Regions from separate parts of the Mus musculus genome. Here regions 1 and 3 are each linked to region 2. A link is a contact called in public Hi-C and HiChIP or PLAC-seq data. All regions are on one chromosome and are shown on one strand. The core of a region is the stretch at or near the end of the contact, and the rest is flanking DNA. Distances in the headings are between cores, read along the strand shown.

The links. Hi-C and Micro-C count contacts between places; a contact is called where the count stands out from the background. HiChIP or PLAC-seq counts read pairs in DNA pulled down with a chosen protein or histone mark.
Region 1: a contact with region 2 is called in a Hi-C map of neutrophils, with 3 times the contacts expected there. The contact joins the enhancer-like site here to the promoter of Asah1 in region 2. A contact is called at or near these places in 2 of 39 promoter capture datasets (the C10 cell line and neutrophils), 1 of 484 Hi-C or Micro-C datasets (neutrophils) and 6 of 115 datasets of contacts at active chromatin or transcription factors (bone marrow-derived macrophages, embryonic stem cells, memory CD8 T cells and 1 more).
Region 3: a contact with region 2 is called in a FOXA1 HiChIP or PLAC-seq map of pancreatic cancer cells. The contact joins the enhancer-like site here to the promoter of Asah1 in region 2. A contact is called at or near these places in 2 of 39 promoter capture datasets (the C10 cell line and neutrophils), 3 of 115 datasets of contacts at active chromatin or transcription factors (embryonic stem cells and pancreatic cancer cells) and 2 of 9 other capture datasets (embryonic stem cells and liver).

What each region holds. Positions count from the first base shown.
Region 1 is chr8:40,962,388-40,966,757 of GRCm38.p6, reverse strand. All of the region lies in intron 2 of Pdgfrl (platelet-derived growth factor receptor-like), which reads right to left. Among named protein-coding and RNA genes, the nearest start is that of Pdgfrl, 38 kb to the right of the region's middle. Within about 2 kb of position 2,242, at least 193 of the 459 cell types and tissues checked have an H3K27ac peak or open chromatin away from gene starts, as enhancers often do. A contact at or near this core is called in embryonic stem cells, memory CD8 T cells and neutrophils, where this site is marked.
Region 2 is chr8:41,371,489-41,375,948 of GRCm38.p6, reverse strand. It overlaps Asah1 (N-acylsphingosine amidohydrolase 1), which reads left to right and starts at 1,252. Exons shown (of 14, transcript NM_019734.3): 1 at 1,252-1,439. The coding sequence starts at 1,365.
Region 3 is chr8:40,992,164-40,996,312 of GRCm38.p6, reverse strand. It overlaps Mtus1 (mitochondrial tumor suppressor 1), which reads left to right. Exons shown (of 14, transcript NM_001005863.2): 13 at 1,668-1,765; 14 at 2,680-4,149. The coding sequence ends at 2,893. Among named protein-coding and RNA genes, the nearest start is that of B430010I23Rik, 24 kb to the left of the region's middle. Within about 2 kb of position 1,957, at least 30 of the 459 cell types and tissues checked have an H3K27ac peak or open chromatin away from gene starts, as enhancers often do. A contact at or near this core is called in liver, where this site is marked.

The sequences.
Region 1 (4,370 bases), core at 993-3,492, 410 kb after region 2:
TTGTGTGTGTGGTGTGTTGCACCGTGGTGTATGTGTGTAATATGGTGTGATGTGGTGTGTACATGTGTGTAAAACTTAGGAGAGTCCTTATTCATAGGCTATTACACTCCATTTGGCTAAGTACCTATTAATCTCAACCTGCAACACACTTGTGGGGATCACCCCTTGTGGTCTCTCATATAGATAATTGCTGTCTTCTGTTTCTTTACCCAAAGGCCTACCTGTCAGATGTGCTACACTAGACCATGTCACGAGTCACCTAGCAGATAAATACAGGAGAGTACACTTTTTTGTATCAGTTTTGGTCGCTAACACGGGGTTCCAGCCCTTGGGTCGCCTTGCTTGTCTCAGCTACTGACTGGCGTTCATAAAGAGCATCACTGAACTTACAGGGAGGGCTGAGCTAGTGGTGGCATTGACCTTTCCAAATCAAACGAGACACCATGATTTCTCTGTGTTCTAATAGAAGGGGAGGCAGTGGGGTGAGGCCCTAGGCAGCAGGATTGACCCACAGGGAAGTCAGGATAGTGTCTAACAGGCGACAGGATCTTGAAGCCACATGGCAGGGCATGCAAGTCAGGAATCCAGGTGAAGTGAGTCTCTGGGCAGATGAAGGCACAGAGAATCTACAGCCAGTGCAGGGCAGGTGGATGGAGCTGACAGAGAAGCTGAGTCCAGACAACAGAGGCAAAGCTCTGACATTCTGGGTTAATTCCCTTTTTGTGGCATGCTCCTTTGAACAGTTACTTACCACAGGACATACAATTCTCCATTTTATAGCTTATCCTTTATTCCCCCTTTCCAGCTTTCGTCATCTGACAAACCTTCTAAAAAGTTTTATTTAGACTTTATATATTGAAACTCTTGGCAAAAATGTTCATACCTCAATAATATCAAGTTTTATTTTTGCAAATAAAACCCCAGACCTCACCCACATGTAGACATATTGATCGAAGCGGGATCGCATTAGGAGAATAGGCAGAGTCGCTCAGTGACACCCTAAACCATTTCCACTGCACGACAGTCTCCAAATTGTCATCTGCAAGAGTTTTGTCCTATCCTTAGTCTGTCTGACTTGCCATATGGACTTGACTTTGCCAGCATAACGTTCTTTTTATATTGTAATACCGTGCAGCACATCTGGGGAAAATCACATAAAGACTTTTCATAACGTTCAAGAAATGAGAGGATTTTTGTTTAACATTCTTTTAAAACAAAAGTTAGCGGAAAGCATTTCCTCCTTCCTTGAAAAGTATGTGGAGACACAGGGCGGGGCGCTGGATCGCTGGCTCTCACAGTACCCCAGGGCAGTTAGTGTGACGCGTTCAGCACTGTGGTGCTGTGGACTGTGCTAGTTCAGCCTTCCCTAAATGCAGCCAAATACCCACAGAAATCAACTTTTGGTGAGGAAAGGTTTAGTTTGGCTGGCGATTTAAGGTATTTTAGTCTATAATGGCTTGGTGGTCCCAGTGAAGAACATCATTGTGGAATAGAGAGAGAGAGAGAGAGAAACAGAGACAGACAGACAGACAGACAGACAGAGACCATGCGAACATGTGTATACATGCACACATGCACGGGTGCGCACACACACACACACACACACACACACACACACACACACACACACGTAAGGAGAGACGGACTGGAGAGGGACCAGTGTCTCAATAGTCCTTTCAAAGAAACGTTTCTAATGGCCTAACTTCCTTTCCCTAGGCCCCACTTCTTCTTTTTTATTTTTTGGTTTTAGAGCTGTATTATGGAAATGCAGGGGAAAGAGAGAAGGTAGAAAGGAGGAAGAGAGAGAGAGAAGAGAGATAGGAGAGAGGAAAGAAGACAAAGAAAAAGGGAAGAGGAGAGAGAAGTAAGAGAAGAGGGAGGTGAGAGGACAAAGGAATAAGAGGACGAGGTGTGAGGTGCGGGCTGAGCACCCCTTTTTATGGTCTTCACTGTTGCTAGGTAACTGGGGAGGAGTTTAGCCTGAAGGTCAGAAGCTTGCCTAGGCTCCACTTCTAAAGATCCAAAACAGTACCATTGGCTGGACACCAGCTTTTGGGTCATACTCCAGACCCAGACTACAGCGTGGGACATCTAGTTTGCAGGAGACTGAGATAGGAGACTAAAGCCCTTTTCTGAAAACAAGACTTGTGACAGACGGGCCATGTCCCTACACTTTGCCTCTTTGGGATACAATAGAGTGAATAAAAATAGCTCCGCTTCACGGAGAGGCTTGCTACATAGCCAAGCGCTTTCCACACATGACCTCATTCTATGCTGATAACTCGAGAGGAGACGGATTCTGTCATTACCCTCCCCCACCCCGGCCCCCAAAGGAACATAGCTGTGATTTTTCTGCACCATTAACACCGTCAGAACATCCAGTACACCCAGAGAAGACTTGTACCCCGCCTTCCCACTTGTCTATCTCTAGGGACATGTGGGGGCCTGCTCTGGTGCCATAGAATGTCCTACCTTTAGGGTGCGGTGAGTTCTTTATTTTTAATTTCCAGGGTGGAAATTTACTTTAAAATAGGTATCAGAGGCTGGCTCCAGCATATACTTTTGATTTCTTGACACACCAAGGACTTAATCCAGCACCTTGCTATAACCAGGCAAGCACTCTACTCCTGAGTTCCACGTCCCACCCGTGAGAATGATTTCAGCTTGCTATTGTTCCGTTTCTGGGACCCAAGGCAACTTCCAGAGGGGGAAAGGCTTTATTTTAACTTAGGGGTTACAGTCTATTATTGAGAGAAGCCAGGGCAGGAACCTGAAGCAGAAGGCACGGAAGAACGCTGCTTGCTGGATCTCTCACCAGCTTCGCTGCTTTCTTATACACCCTCCCACGACCACTACTGTCCTAAGGATGCTACCACTCATAGTAGGGTAGGGCTTCTATTAAAAATCAAGACACCCTCCTCCCGAAATGCACACGGGGCTATAAGGCTTTCCTCTCAGGTGACTCTAAGTGGATGCTAACTAGGACAGCAACGTGTGCACGGAGCTAACCTGCAGCCCCACATAAGGAGAAAGAGAAGCCGAGGCCACGTCATTTTTTATTTGTTCTGCCAAGAAAATCCAACTTCGAAGGAAAATGAGTTTGACTTTGAAACAAGTCCGCCTAACAAAACCAGTTTCCCCATGTATACTGAGTTGTATACGTAAGCGCGGTTAAAAAATGCTACCGGTGCTGTTCTGGGTGTATTTTACCACAATTCGTTAGCTGGGGGAAGAAAGATGCTCCCTTCTCTGCATACCGCCAGTGGGTGCTCACGTTATGCAGCTCCCCCTCTCTCAACAGCCAGTTCTTTCTGGTCATAAATACTCCCTCGCATTCCTTTCTTTGAAAATGCCCTTCGGATGAATTCCTTCCCCCGTGTAAGCTGGTGAGACGGGCCGCTTAGGAGACTGGCCTGCAGCCCACTGTCTGCATCGCTGGTCCACCCTCCTTTGTACAGTCTGTGGGTGGAGTGAGCAGTTACCCGGGGCAGCCAAGTGGAAAGACAGATAGATGCCTTCTCTTCTCCTAAAAGCTATTTATTGTTCTGAGAGGAACCAGCCATCAAAGAGAGCTGTGCCCCACCCACTCCTCCGGGCTTCCAGTTCTTGACTGAAAAAAAAAAAAAAAGTTAACACCCTACACCACACACCACAGGCACATCCTGAAAGATAATGAATGCTTGAACCCTGACTTTGTTTTTAATTTTTACTGTGGAGCGGGTCTAGGGAACGGCCAAAAACTTGTCTCCTCACTTTGAGGGTGCAGAGCTCACACCTCTCCCCTTTCATCAGAGATTTATTTAACCCTTTGGCTAGGCCACACGGTCCAAATTTCTTACTTTGTTTTCTGCCTCAGCAGAGTGCTAAGACTTCCCCTGTTCCCCACACCTGAAGCGCGTCGATGTGGATGGCAGAGCTGAAGACGAGGAATGTTTGCAGAACGGATGGAAACAGACCGACTGATGTACCACTGGGAATTTATCTTATGATCTGGACCATTTTACTAGAATGTTTCACTGTGGCACACTCGGGTTGGGAAGAGACATTGTGGCTTGATATTCTGCACTTGCAATTTGTCTGTCTGTCTGTCTGTCTGTCTTTTGTTCCCCCCCCCCCAGATAGTTTTTCTGGGTATCCCAGGCTGTCATGGATCAGACCAGCCTCCAGCTCAGACATCTACCTCCCAAGTTTTGGGATTAAAGGCATGTGCCACCATTACCTGGCTTTTTGTTTTTATTTTTAAGACAGGATCTCACTATGCCCAGAAACCAAGCTGGCCTTGAACTCACAGAGCCTTGCCTGCTTCTGTCTCTCCAGTGCTGAGACTAAAGGCAAGGGCCAAGAATGTGTGTGTACACTCACAATTCAGG
Region 2 (4,460 bases), core at 3-2,502:
CTTACCTAAGTAAGATTTCTTTTTTTGTTTGTTTGTTTTTTTTTGTTTTGTTTTGTTGTTGTTGTTGTTGTTTTTTTTTTTTTTTTGAGACAGGGTTTCTCTGTATAGTCTTGGCTGTCCTGGAACTCAATTTGTAGACCAGGCTGGCCTTGAACTCAGAAATCCGCCTGTCTCTGCCTCCCAAGTGCTGAGATTAAAGGCACGCGCCACCACCGCCCGGCCCTCTAAGTGTTTCTTAATCCTGTGTTGTGTATCAACATCTAAACTTCCTCAAAAACAAACAAACAAAAAACAAACAAACAAAAGCCAACTTATTTATCATTTGCCTCCAAATTTAGGTGTTTTTTACACCAAAAAGGAAAAATACTCGGATCCCCAGCACAGGAGTCGGGGGTGAGAATTAAAATAGGATTTTAATGGTCCTGAGTGAGTTTTATAGAAGCATTTTTTTAAAAGCCTCCAAACTTCTTGAGATGCCTGTCGTCGAAGCAGAAAATGTAAATCTAGAGGCATTTTTTTCCTGTTGGATTCTAGATAACTCATCCTATTATGGAGAGCCTTGTCCAAGGTAAAAGCCAAGCAAGTATTTCACTTTTATCTGCTTTTCAAAGTAGACTATGAAGTACCAAGTACCTGTCCTAGGTTTAGGTCCGCTGGACCAACTGGCTTCTCACGAGCTAAAGGAAAACAGGAGTTGAGTAACGCGGCGACAAATACATCGATGAAGGTCCCACCCCTTCAACCTCTCCAACCCCGGACATAACAGCAAGAAACTAAAATCTAAATCCTAGGATTTAGCAGTGCCTTAAGTACCTAGAGTACCCGAGAGATGAAACTTCTGACCCTGACACTTGTCCTCTCTGGTTGTGATCCCTCGGGCAGGATGGATGGATTGAGTGACTCACTTGGAGCCAGCCTTCCCCAGAAGGCAAACTAGGTCTGACGCTATGCTCTGAAACTCTGTCCCTTTGGTGGGCTCAGGAACCGCGACGCCTAGGAGCCAACCTCTCCCGAGTCAGTCGGCGTCCGCCCTCAGAAATCCTCCAGCACCAGCGTCTTGCCCCGGCCCCCGCGCTCCAAACGAGTGAAGGCCAGAGGAAAACTGGAAGTCCCGCCCCGGGGTGCGGCTAAGGCTGGACGAAACCACTGCGTGGCGTGCTGGGGGCGCAGCCCCTCTCGGCCCTGTGCGCGGACTCCGCTCTAGGGACTCGGCCCGGCGCCTCTATCTCTGGCGTGTCCCCTGCCGTGCATGGTGTGGCCCAGGGTCGCTGATCACGCGTTGGGGTGCGGCCTGCTGCTGGTGGAGGTGGTCCCTGCTGCAGCTGCTGCTAGAGTCCCTCGGAGCGGCGCTTGCAGCTGGGAAGATGCGGGGCCAAAGTCTTCTCACCTGGGTCCTAGCCGCGGCAGTCACCTGCGCCCAGGCACAGGATGTGCCGCCGGTGGGTGAGCTCCAGCCGAGGCACAGATGGGGGTGCAGGCGCGGGCTCAGGGGGAGGTGGGCGCAGCTGTGGCGGGGCGGGTGAGGGACACCTGCTCGCGGTCTGTATCTTCCGTGAGGCGTCGGGGGAACTCTGGTTCGGTCCCGCGGAGTATGGGTGCAAATGTGGCTTGTGAACCCCGGGCTAAGTGGCTTTGCTGCTGTATGGACCGAGTACACATTTTAGGGAAGTTCTAACTTTCAAGAACAACTGTGTAGGATTCACGCATTCTCCAATCTTATATTTGAGATTACCAGCTACTGTAGGCGGAACTCTCCAGAGAAAAAGCTAACGATTGACTGGTGGCCGTAGTATTTTCTGCCTGGTTACCTAGTGCTTTTTCCTGAAGAAACCATCGCAGGAAGCTATGGGTCACATGCAGTCTTAGCCCAGATGATGGGAACCCACCCCCACCCCGCCCCCCTAAGAAGGCTGTACTGGCTGTGGCCTTCACGCCCAGGCATGGAATGTCTGTCTGTACCGTGGTGCTGCTCGACCAAGTCACAATGCCACAGACTTTATATATCCGCAAGAGACTGTGAGGAACTAACATGATTCTTGTATTTACTAGAAGAGGAAGTATAGCCCTGGAGTGAAAAATGTAGCCAGAGGTCACATCGTTGTTCCCAGAAACATTTCTAAGTTCAGCCTCTAGGTCAAAGCCCGACAGCGACATTTCATAGATCGATTCTATAAAGGCTATAGAATTGAAGACTGTTTTGTTGCCAGATTTGATAACTAGGAACCTGGATGCACCTTACCTGTGCCAGATGACAAGAATTTTGAAAAGAGGCAAGACATTGGAAATGGGAGCAGCAGGAGTTCTTTTAATTTTATTCCTAGAAGGAGAAATGCTTTTTTGAATTTGAGAGAGAGAGAGAGAGAGAGAAAATTAGCCAGCCACTAGAATAGATACTTAGTAGATAAAAGTAGAATGCACATCAGGGCAGAGGGTGGCACACGCCTTTAAATCCCAGCACTTGGGAGATAGAGGTAGGCGAATGTTCTAGGACAACAATGGACACAGAGAAACCTTGTCTGAAAAACACCACACAACACAAAGTAGAATGCAGAATGGTATACAGAGTAATTTCAGTGACCAAAACCCACATAGTATGTACAAAAGATTGAAGGAAGAGCAAAACGTTTGCTCTAGTGTAGATAAAGAATTGATTTACCAAACTTGGTTGGGATTGTAAGAATTGTTGAAGAATTAAGTATTTTGATAGCTTGTGCCTTTTTGCCCAAAGATTACCAAAGGACACATAATGGTTGAGCAAACTAGGTCTAGTGTTTGATGTGAGGGACTGATATAGACCTTTTCAACCGTGGGTTAAGTAACAACAAATTCTAAACAAAATACTTGGAGAATTTGAGTGTAACCCAGGATTTGTTGTAGAGAGTAGAAGCAGAGCATCCTTTGATTTAGCAAGAGATGCTGTTCTGAGTTACACAGTGTGTAACTCTTTATCAGTGTGTAGACACAATCATGATACAAGCTTGCTTTGTCTCACTTTGTCTCTGCGGTACTTAATTCCTCTTTGTGTCCAAGAGCAGAACACAAGTCCATGGGGTCCTATAGGCCTGTAAGGTGTTAATGTGCAGCTATGAACTCAGAGCAGTTTCATGTCCTTAGAGCTGTTATTTTTGTGTTTGTTTGCTTTTATTCTTTCTTAATACTTTGTTTTTAAATGAAGATATCTTGTTGTTTGTTTCTTTATCTGGTTTTGGTTTTTTTTTGGGAGGGTTGTTTGTTTGGTTTTGGTTTTTGTTTTTGTTTTTTTTCCCCCAGTGCTAGAGTGCTCACCCAGGACCTTACACATACTGGGCAAAAGGTCTTTTTTTTTTTTTTTTCTTTTCTGATTTTTTTTCAAGACAGGGTTTCTCTGTGTAGCCCTGGCTGTCCTAGAACTCACTCTGTAGACTAGGCTGGCCTCAAACTCAGAAATCCGCCTGCCTCTGCCTCCCAAGTGCTGAGATTAAAGGCGTGCAACACCACTGCTTGGCTGGCAAACGGTTCTTATAGTTATATCACTAGCCCAAGCAAAATATTTCATTGTTTTCAAAATATGAAAAATTAATAACCCTTCAATTGATTTAATGATTTTTTACTCGGAACAGTGGATATCAAAATCTAGTCGGTCTACTGATAATCTGATTGGAAAAGTGTTTGCACAGGTCTTAACTGAAATGAGAAAAAAATAAGAGTTAAACAAAAATAGTAACTTTCCTTATATTTTGGTTTTATGGCCATTTTATTGTTATTGAGCTTTTCTCTCATTAAAATGACAAAGTCAGGTGTTACATGGAGAGGATTTATTTTGTTTTAAAATCTTCACTTACAAAATAAAAATTGGGACCCTTTTTGAGTGGAGGCACTGTTAAAATTTTCACTCTCTTGAAGATATTGGGACCCAGTTTTCTTTTTTTTTTTTTTTTTTTTTTCGAGACAGGGTTTCTCTGTGCAGCCCTGGCTGTCCTGGACCTCACTTTGTAGACCAGGCTGGCCTCGAACTCAGAAATCCGCCTGCCTCTGCCTCCCGAGTGCTGGGATTAAAGGCTTGTGCCACCACACCCGGCATGGGACCCAGTTTTCAAAAGGCCCTTTAAGAGCTGCCTGGAAGCCTGGGGACCTTGTTTTCTGACAGAATGGAAGACAGTTATTTTGGGGGGTTTTGTTGACTTGTTTGTTTGATTGTTTTTTGGTTTTTTTTTTTTAGTTTGAATCATTATATGAATAATAAACTAAACTTTTTATTGTAGTGTAGCCTGTGGTAACCAAATATATTTCAAAATGACCTTTGATAGGTGTGGATAAGGACAAGCTTCAAATGACAAATGAGTTATTTCGTTTGGAACATTGACTGAGCGTTTTAGTTTTATGTTGGAGGCTTTTTTCAGTATAAGTAATTGAAGGTGATCTTAAGTTATTCTTCACTATTCCATCTATGAAGAGTTCATTAAGATATATTGTGCAGAGAA
Region 3 (4,149 bases), core at 708-3,207, 380 kb after region 2:
TGGCTTCCATGATGAGCTTAGACTAACTAGTCCAGCCGTGGCTGCCCACAAGATTGGGCGCCTCTGCAGTTCCGATCTGGTACCAAAGGCCAGTGGGACTTCTGAAGAGCCTTTTGATCACCAGTCCACTCTGGAAGCCCTGAAGAAGCTGATTCTAATATCAGAGACAGAATCGTCTGCAGTGGCAACAGGGCACGTAGCCTCCCCAGTGAGAATAAGGGCCAAGCAAGCAAAGCGCAGAGTCAAAAGTGCCTTTCGTCTGCCTCCTCACGGCTGAGTCACTACTAGGTGGTGCTGTTCACATTTAGACAAGGGGATCCCCCGGAGGCATGCCCACAGCCAGCCTGATATATAGAGTCTTTCATTGGTTTTCTTCTCGGGTAATTCTAAGGTGGTGTCAAGTTGGCAGATTAACCATCACACTTAGCATGAGGAAACTATCCAAGGAAGACAGGTTTGCTTTGAGAGCTAGCTCTGCCAGTGGGAAGCTCTGTGACATCAAAGATGGAGTTTTGACCTCAGTAGAGCAAAGCTTTGATAGAATAATGGTTTGAGGCCAATTGTCATGTTTTTGTTTTTTTATTCCAAGTTTTCCCAGGTTGTGTCTTACCTTGAAAAGCATTTCAAGGTGTTTCTCCCCTGCCCAACTCCCCCACCCCTCTTTTTTTTCATCCTGTAGATTTTTTTTTTTTTTTAGAAAGTTATTTCATCTGAATGGCATGTCATGAGGATTTTCTGGACTCAAGGATGTCTTAAAAACAAGAATTTCACCTGGGTGCTGTAATCCAAACAGATGCGCCATAGCCAGCTGCCATGACAGGGACTTGGGGGTTCATTTTTGACCTCATGTTAAGTTCACTCTGAGCTTTGATGTTGCCTCTTAAAGAAGCAATAAACCATTCCTTACGGAAGGGAGCCAGGATGGGATCAGTGGGTCACCATGTTCAGTGACTTTAAATGCCTATAACCACTCAACTGATCAGTTTGTGTAAGGCTGGAAAGAGCACAAGTGTCCCTTGGCCTGAACTGAGCAGGGAAGCCTGCTTTCTTCAGTTACTTCTTTACCTAACCTTGCTACATTGTATCTCCATAGGGCCACCTGGAGGTAAATGCCAAAACCATCCTGGAATAAGTTTAAGGCTTTCCTCAGTATGGCCAAGACCTATAGGCTCCCTCCCTTCCTCTTCTCCTTCCTTCCTCTGTCTAGTTTCTTTTTTCCTTCCTCCCTCTCACCCTCCCTCTGTCCCTAACTCTCCCCCTTCCTCCTCCTCCTCTCCCCGCTTCCTTCTTTGCGTATGTGTACACGAGTGCTGTAGATACAGGGGTTGTGTGAACGGAGACAGTTAAACTGCAGTGTTTCCTTTACTGCCTTGAGGAAGAGACCCAGCACCCATGGTCACCTAGGCAGGACACCAGCTCCCAGCAGGACATCTCTGAAAGTGTCACCTAGAATAAAAACATTACTGCCTAGCTCTCTTATTTCTGTGTTTGATGAACACATGTCCTCACCGTGGTCGGTGTATGAAGACATCAGTGTGCCACTATGGCTCCTCCTGATCAACTTGTTGATGGTGCCGTGTATTGGGAATATGCTTAAGAAGTGAGAGAGTTTATTTATTCATTTCTTATATATATATATATAACTACAAACCTTGTTTTATACTAAGGTGGACAATAACACAGCATTGGTTGACAAGCTGAAGCGATTCCAGCAGGAAAACGAGGAGTTAAAAGCTCGCATGGACAAACACATGGCAATTTCAAGGTAAACCTACAAGAGTCTATTTCCCCTTTCCTCATCCTCGGACATCTACGGTCCCTTCTGGCTACGCTCCACCAGGCACCTCCCAGGCATGTGAGAGAAGCAGGAGAATGGTTCATGCATTTACCAAGGTGCCCTAGACCTCTCACCTAACTGCAGCTCACTAACTGTAATGGCGCTGTCAGACAAGGGGTAACAACACACGTGAACAGAAAGAGGCCTTGAGTTAAGACAGAAATAAAACAAGCCTTGTGCAAGTGCCCCATTGCCTACTGGGAAATCTCCCAAAGACTAGAGTTGCCAGCAATTACTCAGGATTATTTATTTGGGTCAGGCTTGAGGCTCTGGTATTCGGGAGTTTTGCTTTCCTTTTTGTGGTCCACAGACCTTGAGCCAGGGGGCCTCACACACATTAGGCAAGTCCTCTAACACTCATCTATATGCTTCCTTATTTGTAGTAGTTGGGTTTCTCAGCTTAAAAAAAAATCTATGACCCATATGCCAGTGGTGACACATGCCTTTTGTCCCAGCACTCTGGACTGCTTCAAACAGGTTAAGTTAAAGGCCAGCCTGGTCATCAGAGTGAGTTCCAGGACAGCCAGAGCTACACAGAGAAACCCTGTCACAAACAAACAAACAAACAAACAACCAAACCAAAAAACCCCAACCAGGAACCCTATGTTTGGTTGATAGTCCTGGGAGGCCTGTCCTTTTCTGAAGAGAAGTGGGAGGAGAGGAGGGAGGGGAAATCGTGGTGAGGATGAGCTATATGAGAGAAAAATCAGAAAAAAAAAATTGATGACCCTGGACAAGAACCTGTGTATTCCCCCAGAAGAAGTTTCTTGAACCTTCAGATATAAACAGTAGTAGTTCCTTTTTGACTTGGATTCATATGCTCTCTGGGTTTTGTTTTCCAGGCAACTTTCCACCGAGCAGGCCGCGCTGCAGGAGTCCCTTGAGAAGGAGTCGAAGGTCAACAAGAGACTGTCCATGGAGAACGAGGAACTTCTGTGGAAACTGCACAACGGAGACCTGTGCAGCCCCAAGAGATCCCCCACCTCCTCGGCCATCCCTTTCCAGTCCCCCAGGAATTCTGGTTCCTTCTCCAGCCCCAGCATCTCACCCAGATGACGGCTTCTGAACGCAGGAGACTCTCTGAAGGCACTGAGGTGCGCTTCTGCGGGACTGACCCGAAGTTCAGAGTTCATGGGAACTCGAGTTGCTGCGTTAGCTCTCTGGAATATCCCCAGGATATCGGGAGAGCAGCCGCCAACCGTTTCAGCTACGTACGAATAGAGAGCTCCAATAGGAGACTTTTAACTTGGTCCAAAAGCCTCCTCCAAAAACAGATTTCGGAACTGAAGTGGACATAGTTGCACAAAGCACTTACGGAACGAGGGAACCTTGTTCTTTGCCTTCCTTCACCTAAGCATAGGGGAAAACTCTCAGGGCCCTATTAAGATAAAGATTTATAACCTTTATAATGTTCTTCACCAGAGACACCTTCTTGTGATTTTTATTTCAGTCTGACTGTGGGCAAGGGGGGTGTGTGTGTGAGTGAAATGGGTGTACTGGCGTGTCACGTGACTGTCATAGCCCCGCCCCCTGCTGTGTATTAAAAGTCAACAGCTGTATATAGCTTGGCCTGTATTAACCAAGTCATAATCGGCACACGAGCGTCAACAAAAGCCATAGAAGAGAAAGCAATAGTGCTTGAATTTCCCCCCAACTCATCTCAGCACTGTGCCACGGCAGGGCTCGGGCAAGACAGGAAAAGCCTTTGGTTTCTTGATGACTGTACATTTATTTCTCTGTTGTTAGTTTTTCCATGTTCGGCATTATCCGTTGATAGCAGTTTTTTTTTCCCCCTGTAGATTTTCACGAGCCTAATTGCTATACTCTGATTCATTTTCTCAGGCTATGAGCAAATGTAGTTCCCTAATTTTTCTAAATACAAATCTGTATAAAGAGTAAGGGGGCAGTACCAATGGATGTTTCTGGTTTATTTTTTTCCCTTGAACCCAAGCTAGCTTCATAGCGCTAATCCTCCGTCTACCCTCCTGTTGTTCTAACCTCCGCCTTGCCTTCTCCTCCATGTAGAGCCACGGAAGCAAAGCGCCCTCCTTCCTACCCACAGAGTGTGCTTTTCCAGGGCCAGTTTATCTTGGAGGTGCTGAACCTGTTTCCCAAATAAGCTAAGCTCTGGTTCTGACACTACACAATTTTAGAAACCCCGGGGGGGAAACCAGTAAAGGCATTTTAGCATGTACTAATCCACATGAGCACAGAGTTAAGCCAACAGTTCTGTGTTGAGTAGATCCAAGAGCGGGAATGCTGACTTGGGCCCCTCTGAGCATTCTTCCAGCCACTGGAATGGAACAGAGTGG